Regions from separate parts of the Rattus norvegicus genome. Here region 1 is linked to region 2. The links are chromatin contacts, called in public HiChIP or PLAC-seq maps. All regions are on one chromosome and are shown on one strand. Each heading gives the region's core, a stretch centred on a gene start, on an enhancer-like site or on the middle of the called end of the contact. The rest is flanking DNA. Distances are from core to core; before and after follow the strand shown. Region 1 overlaps LOC134482708 (a long non-coding RNA gene). Region 2 overlaps LOC134482707 (a long non-coding RNA gene).

Region 1 (2,700 bases), core at 181-2,680, 150 kb after region 2:
CACAGGCTTCAGAAGCTAAGCGTTCAGTGGAGATGAATACAGTGTTAGATTTACATGCTTTTGAATGCTAGGATCAGCTATGCTTAATAAAGGAAATTCTTTAAGGAAAAGGGAGGGTTCTCCTGGCTCCCAGCTAGATGGTAATCACAGGTGCTGCTGCTGATCCTGGCACTGGGTTTTGTAGCTGTCAAGCTTGCAGGGGTGTGTGGCATGAGGCAGGGCAAGACTGATGTCAGTGTAAAGCAAGCTTCCAGCCTGCTTGAGGCTGTAGGAGGAGGGCGGCCTCTCCATAGCCTCGGTTGGGGCTTGGCGGATACTAGAAGCTTGTAGATCAATATGAGTGAGCTGGGTGAAGTGATCTCTGAGCTGGGAGCAAGCAGCTTTCCCAGTTGTCATGGGGGCTCCTCTGGGACGCCTGTCTGGCCTGTCCACCCACTGTTCGTTAGGAAATCTACAGAGCCGCTCTGTGTGCTGGATTATGTTTGGCCAGCTGTTGGTGCATTCCTGAGGGTGGGGGTGGAGACAGGATCTTATTACTGTACTTCCAAACTGTAGATCTATGTGGAGAGAGAGAAAGAGAGAGAGAGAGAGAGAGAGAGAGAGAGAGAGAGAGAGAGAGAGAGAGAGGGCTGTGATGGTGAGAGGAAAGAAACCCAAGCAAGTCTGATAATATCCCTTCTCCAGGTTGTGCTAGAGGGACTTCAGAAAGGCTATGAAGGGAGAGAAAGGAGATGGTAAGGGATGGGAGCATGGTGAAAGAGCCCTGAGACAAAGCAGGACTTCAAAGCTGCAGAGACGAGCAGAATGTCAGCAGCTTGTAATTAGCGGTTCATGGTTGCGTCAGAGACTGTATCTCTCCAAGAATAACTGTGTGCTGTATGCCACAGAGTGCAGAAGACAGTCATAACTAAGTTACCAAGCACAGTTCAAACAAGGGCAGATGAAGGCATTTTTCTGTTTGAAAATTAAGCGCAGCTAGGGTGCACATCTCACCGGCTGGATTCTGCCTAACTTCTAGCAGAATGCTCAGCGTATCGGAGAGTGTTTGTGAGATCAAACAGGGAACCTGTAAGCAAGCAGACTAAGTATGCAAGCTCTGTCACTGTAGGATACCGTCCCAAACAGCCCCACACTGCACTGCTGGGCTCCTGTCTCGGTATCTACCCTTCACTTCTGTATGTCAATGGAGGAAAATTAAAAGTACCCTCAAGTACAAATGTCCCTGTTAGATTCTAAAATTTCTAACATAGAATTAAAATTTTACTGCAGGTTCTGAGCTGTTTTGGTATGCTTAATTTATACATCGAAGAAGCCTTTGTTGTGATTATCTTGCTACGGATTCTGTGGGGAAGCATCATACCACTGTATGATGTTGAAGGGCACCTTCCCTTCCGCCCCCAGTCTCTCTGGTGTCGGGAGTTCCAGCATTCTCTGCAGCCTCCCTGAGGAGCTGGTGGGAGGAGCTGGTGGGAGGAGCTGATTGGCTAGCGGGCTCAGCGTGTTTACTCTTATTTGTTTTAGTGCTCCTTCACGGTGTGCACTGACTATTTGTATTTGTGTTCATGCTGCACAATTACTACTGACCAGCTTTGTTTCTCTGCCCAAAGTGAAGTCAATTTTAGTTCAGCCCCTGCAGTTGAGTCCCTGGGCAATGGGCACATATGTATTATGTTACCCATGTATGCAATTTCCTTTAAAAAAAACAACGTGGATTAGGGAAAACTCTAGGCAAGGAGAGCCGTGTGTATCAAATCAATAGCTTTTTGAATCACATGTAATATAATTTAAATATACTCACTTCAAGGTTGCCAAAGCCTACGTTGTCTGAGCCCAGTTAATTTACATCTTCGATTTAGTCAAGGAGTGGAACCTGCCAGATCAGAATGCTGTATTCTGGGCACCCAACAGGGTGGAAGACATTATTTTGTTTGTGTTAGTTCAAACAGCTGGTCATTAATGCAGTCTCCATTTCGAGAGTGAAACGCTGGTGGACATGAATGGCTGTCTGATTAATGCTGCCCCTCCCCTCGGAGGGTCCTTCACCCAGCCATGCCGGTGCAGAATAATGTAGCATGATGTGATTGCACTCTAACAGGATAGTATGTCATTGTGTCACCAAGCAATTGAGGTTATTATGGGGCAGGGCAGACAGACGGGACAGTGGGGTTACTAGACCGTAGCATTTTTAGAAATACAGGCCTGACCTACTTAGAGTTATTCTGGCAGGCAGCTGCACGGTACATAAAGTCTCCTGATAGGCTGAGGCTGTTGCTAGGGGGAATTAGCATGAATTTTTCCACACAGAGACTCAGCGACTGAATGATAAAAGCTGACTGGAATTAAAGAGATTTGGTTTAGCATTGTACAGATTGATCTGCCTAAGTTTTTTTTTTTTTCTTTCTCAAGTGCAGACAAAGAGTGCAAAAAAATAGAGATTTTTGTTTGTTTGTTTCTATTTGTTCTTTGACCTTTTCCTACTCTTCCTTCTGCCCTTCACCCCCAAGAACCAGGAGAGTAGAGGAGCAGAGCAGTTATGAAATTTTGGTTAATCTCTTACTGTTGGGTTCACTGAAACCATGTTGCAAATGGCAAGATGTTGAAACTTCACGACTGCTGGGCAAGCCTAGAGAAGGGCAGATGGTTTTTTTGGTCCCCTGTGTAGCAAGCTGTTTTGGAGTTGGGCATGCGTCTTTTATACAC
Region 2 (2,700 bases), core at 174-2,673:
TAAAGAGGTGAAGACAAACCTTCCCAGGCCAGAGGCCCTGACTTTTACAATAAGTAGAGAGAACTGCTTCCTCTAGGTGCATCCAGCCTGAGAAAGCTCCTCTCTCTCCTTCCATGTAAGCTGCATTTTCTTCTGCATCCCACATCCCCTCTTTATGTCCCCTGGGCTGAGCCTGAATATGGCTCCCATGTATGTGGATAGGCAGAGTTCACACTTGGACACTGCATGGTTGAGCAAGTTGGGGGATGCCATTTTTGTCTCTCCGCTAGCAAACCACCATTTCTAATCAACATTTCATGAAGAGGCCTCCTTCTCTCACCTCCCTCGGCTGTGCTAAAAAGCACTGAAAACATATGAGGAGCTGGATTCATGGTGTGTGCACCTGGCCTTTTTGCCAGTCTCTGCAATATGTCATGCGAGTGATGCATTTATGAAGCAGAAACCTCAGACTTATGCACAACAGCCGTAGATAGCTGTTGATTTTCTCCCTGACATGGATCAAAATCCCGGAGTTTTTGCAAGATTTGGCAGGCTGAGATCGGAGTTCAGCTTTCCTTTTTAAGTGACTTTTAAACCATGTTAGTGAGTGCTTGGGGTCGGAATGACAATCAGAGGCTCAGTCGCAGCAATATATTTTGATGTAATAAAATAATGTTCTTGGTTTAGGGAGGAAAATAGGGCTTTTATTAGTTAGGGAATAAATGATAGTGTGCTAGGCAGCATTCCTACTTGGTATCATGTGTGACAACTTCTAAGTAACAGGCACTAATTTGTGTATGGGGACAACCCACCGACACTGAGTCCCCTATTTTGTACAAGTCAGCACTTGCCTTACTAATGAAATCATGTAATTGATAACATTTGCACTTCCCTCAATGATATTTTAGATTTCAACCAAGATACAAAAATAGTCCCTGTCTCTGCTTTTAATGTCATTAGTTCATGGAAATGCAACCAAAGAGATGGAAAACAAAATTTTCTCATGTTTTACAACACAGCTCCCCTGGGCCCCTGAGCCTAATTTGTTCTTAATAATTTTCAAAAGAGACTTTGTCTTACAGCTCCCAGCAGTCTCTGGACTGTCTGAAAGCAAGCTACAGCCTGGTACAGGAACTCTGCCAATTTCTAGGCAGTGGAAGCCTCTGGAAAAAGTAGATTATTTTCCTCTGCAGTAGGAACGATTTAAGTTTTAGATGTGTTGTGTGCATGTGTGGGTATGGTGTTCATTGGACACAGACATACGTAGCTCCTTCTAAGCTCCCTTGGTTCTGTCTGAGTTAGTTGTGTCTTGAATGCAGAGTCTAACAAACAGAGGCCGAGTCTGTGGAGACACTGAACATCCTGCCTAAGTTCCAGCTCTTGTTCCAGGCCTCAGGGGACACAGACAGACTCGTTTCCCAGCTTGCCCTGCAGCTTCTCAGCACTTGCACATTGACACAGCTGCCTTTCTGTGTGTGTGCAGTCTTGCCTCCAGCCTCTCACAGTGTGGGGAGAGAGCCGGAAGAAGTGGGAGTAGGGAGATGAATTATTCAGCCCCTGCTAAATGCCAGGCTCTGCGCTGGGTGCCTCATGTCCATCTCACTGAAAAACCAGCCATTGATCATGAGGCGTGAGGCATCCTGGACCTTCAGACCACACTTTGGAGTCAGACCACTAAAATTTGAATTATAAATTGTGCCACTCATTAAAGCATGTCTATTAACAGGACCAGCTACTATTGTTTATTGTTGGGTTAAATAAATTGCATTCAGAGAATTGTATGAAGGCCAGAAGACAGCCTGACATGCAGTGCTTGTCAGTAAAAAGCACTATGAAACAGAAGTGAATTCACTTCAGCAGTTTAAGTAGCATAGAGGATAGCTGAGGCAGGGCTTGAACTTGGAGCTTAGAAGGGAATTGCTGTGGCTGCATTACATGTTCTTTCTAATTATCTTCCACTTAGTATCTTGCATGTGTGGTATTACCAAAGAATAATCCAGTGTGCCAGAAGTTAGTATGATTCACACTCTCTTTGCTCAGCAAACAGTCTAAGTGTGTGGGGATGTGACTGAATCAAACAGGGTTTTCTGTTGCCTCTGTGGAGCCATCATGGAGTTCGTGATTCAGGGCTTATAACACAAAGGCCGTCCATGTAGGCTTTAGGATTGGCCTGGCCATCTTCATGGTAAATCATTTTAGGATCAAATGAATGACCTTTTGTTCTTCAATATGTTTTATTTAAATCTTTATGTTGTTCTTTAACTCCTTAAAGATAGAAGCACTTGGGGGCCAGAATCTGCGTTCTCTGAAACTCTACTATGTTTACTTCAAGCATTGGACTCACTGCCCAGTGCAGCAGGTTGCCTTTTCCTGGTGTCAGGGACAGGGGTGTGTGGTTGGAAGTTGACATCTTTTATCTGCCTTGTTCATTCTGTTGGCTTTCTATTGGCTTTTCTCTTCAAAGCTTACATACTGTCTCCTAGTTCCTCTCAATTTTGTGGCGTTGGCTTGTACCGAAGTACGTGTTGCCAGTCTTCATCTCTTAAGAAGTGCTTCTGCAGCTGTGGAGCCTGTTTGCAGAGTTCTTAGGTGTGAGAAACAGTACGTTTAGTCTCCTGTAAGGAAAAACCAAAAAGGCTTCCATTACTTTTCCCTCAGTCCCACCAGAGGATCTACACATATCCAGTTGCTGTTGGATGGGACTTTTCAATAATATTAAGA

The links. HiChIP or PLAC-seq counts read pairs in DNA pulled down with a chosen protein or histone mark.
Region 1: an H3K27ac HiChIP or PLAC-seq map of oligodendrocytes shows a contact between it and region 2, with 2.7 times the contacts expected there. The contact joins two enhancer-like sites. A contact is called at or near these places in 1 of 12 Hi-C or Micro-C datasets (Schwann cells) and 1 of 1 datasets of contacts at active chromatin or transcription factors (oligodendrocytes).

What each region holds. Positions count from the first base shown.
Region 1 is chr17:36,432,126-36,434,825 of GRCr8, forward strand. It overlaps LOC134482708 (a long non-coding RNA gene), which reads left to right. Exons shown (of 3, transcript XR_010059162.1): 1 at 1-2,700. Among named protein-coding and RNA genes, the nearest start is that of H3f3al1, 34 kb to the right of the region's middle. Within about 2 kb of position 1,431, at least 64 of the 93 cell types and tissues checked have an H3K27ac peak or open chromatin away from gene starts, as enhancers often do. A contact at or near this core is called in Schwann cells, where this site is marked.
Region 2 is chr17:36,277,603-36,280,302 of GRCr8, forward strand. The region is part of intron 7 of LOC134482707 (a long non-coding RNA gene); the gene reads left to right. Among named protein-coding and RNA genes, the nearest start is that of H3f3al1, 190 kb to the right of the region's middle. Within about 2 kb of position 1,424, at least 59 of the 93 cell types and tissues checked have an H3K27ac peak or open chromatin away from gene starts, as enhancers often do. A contact at or near this core is called in Schwann cells, where this site is marked.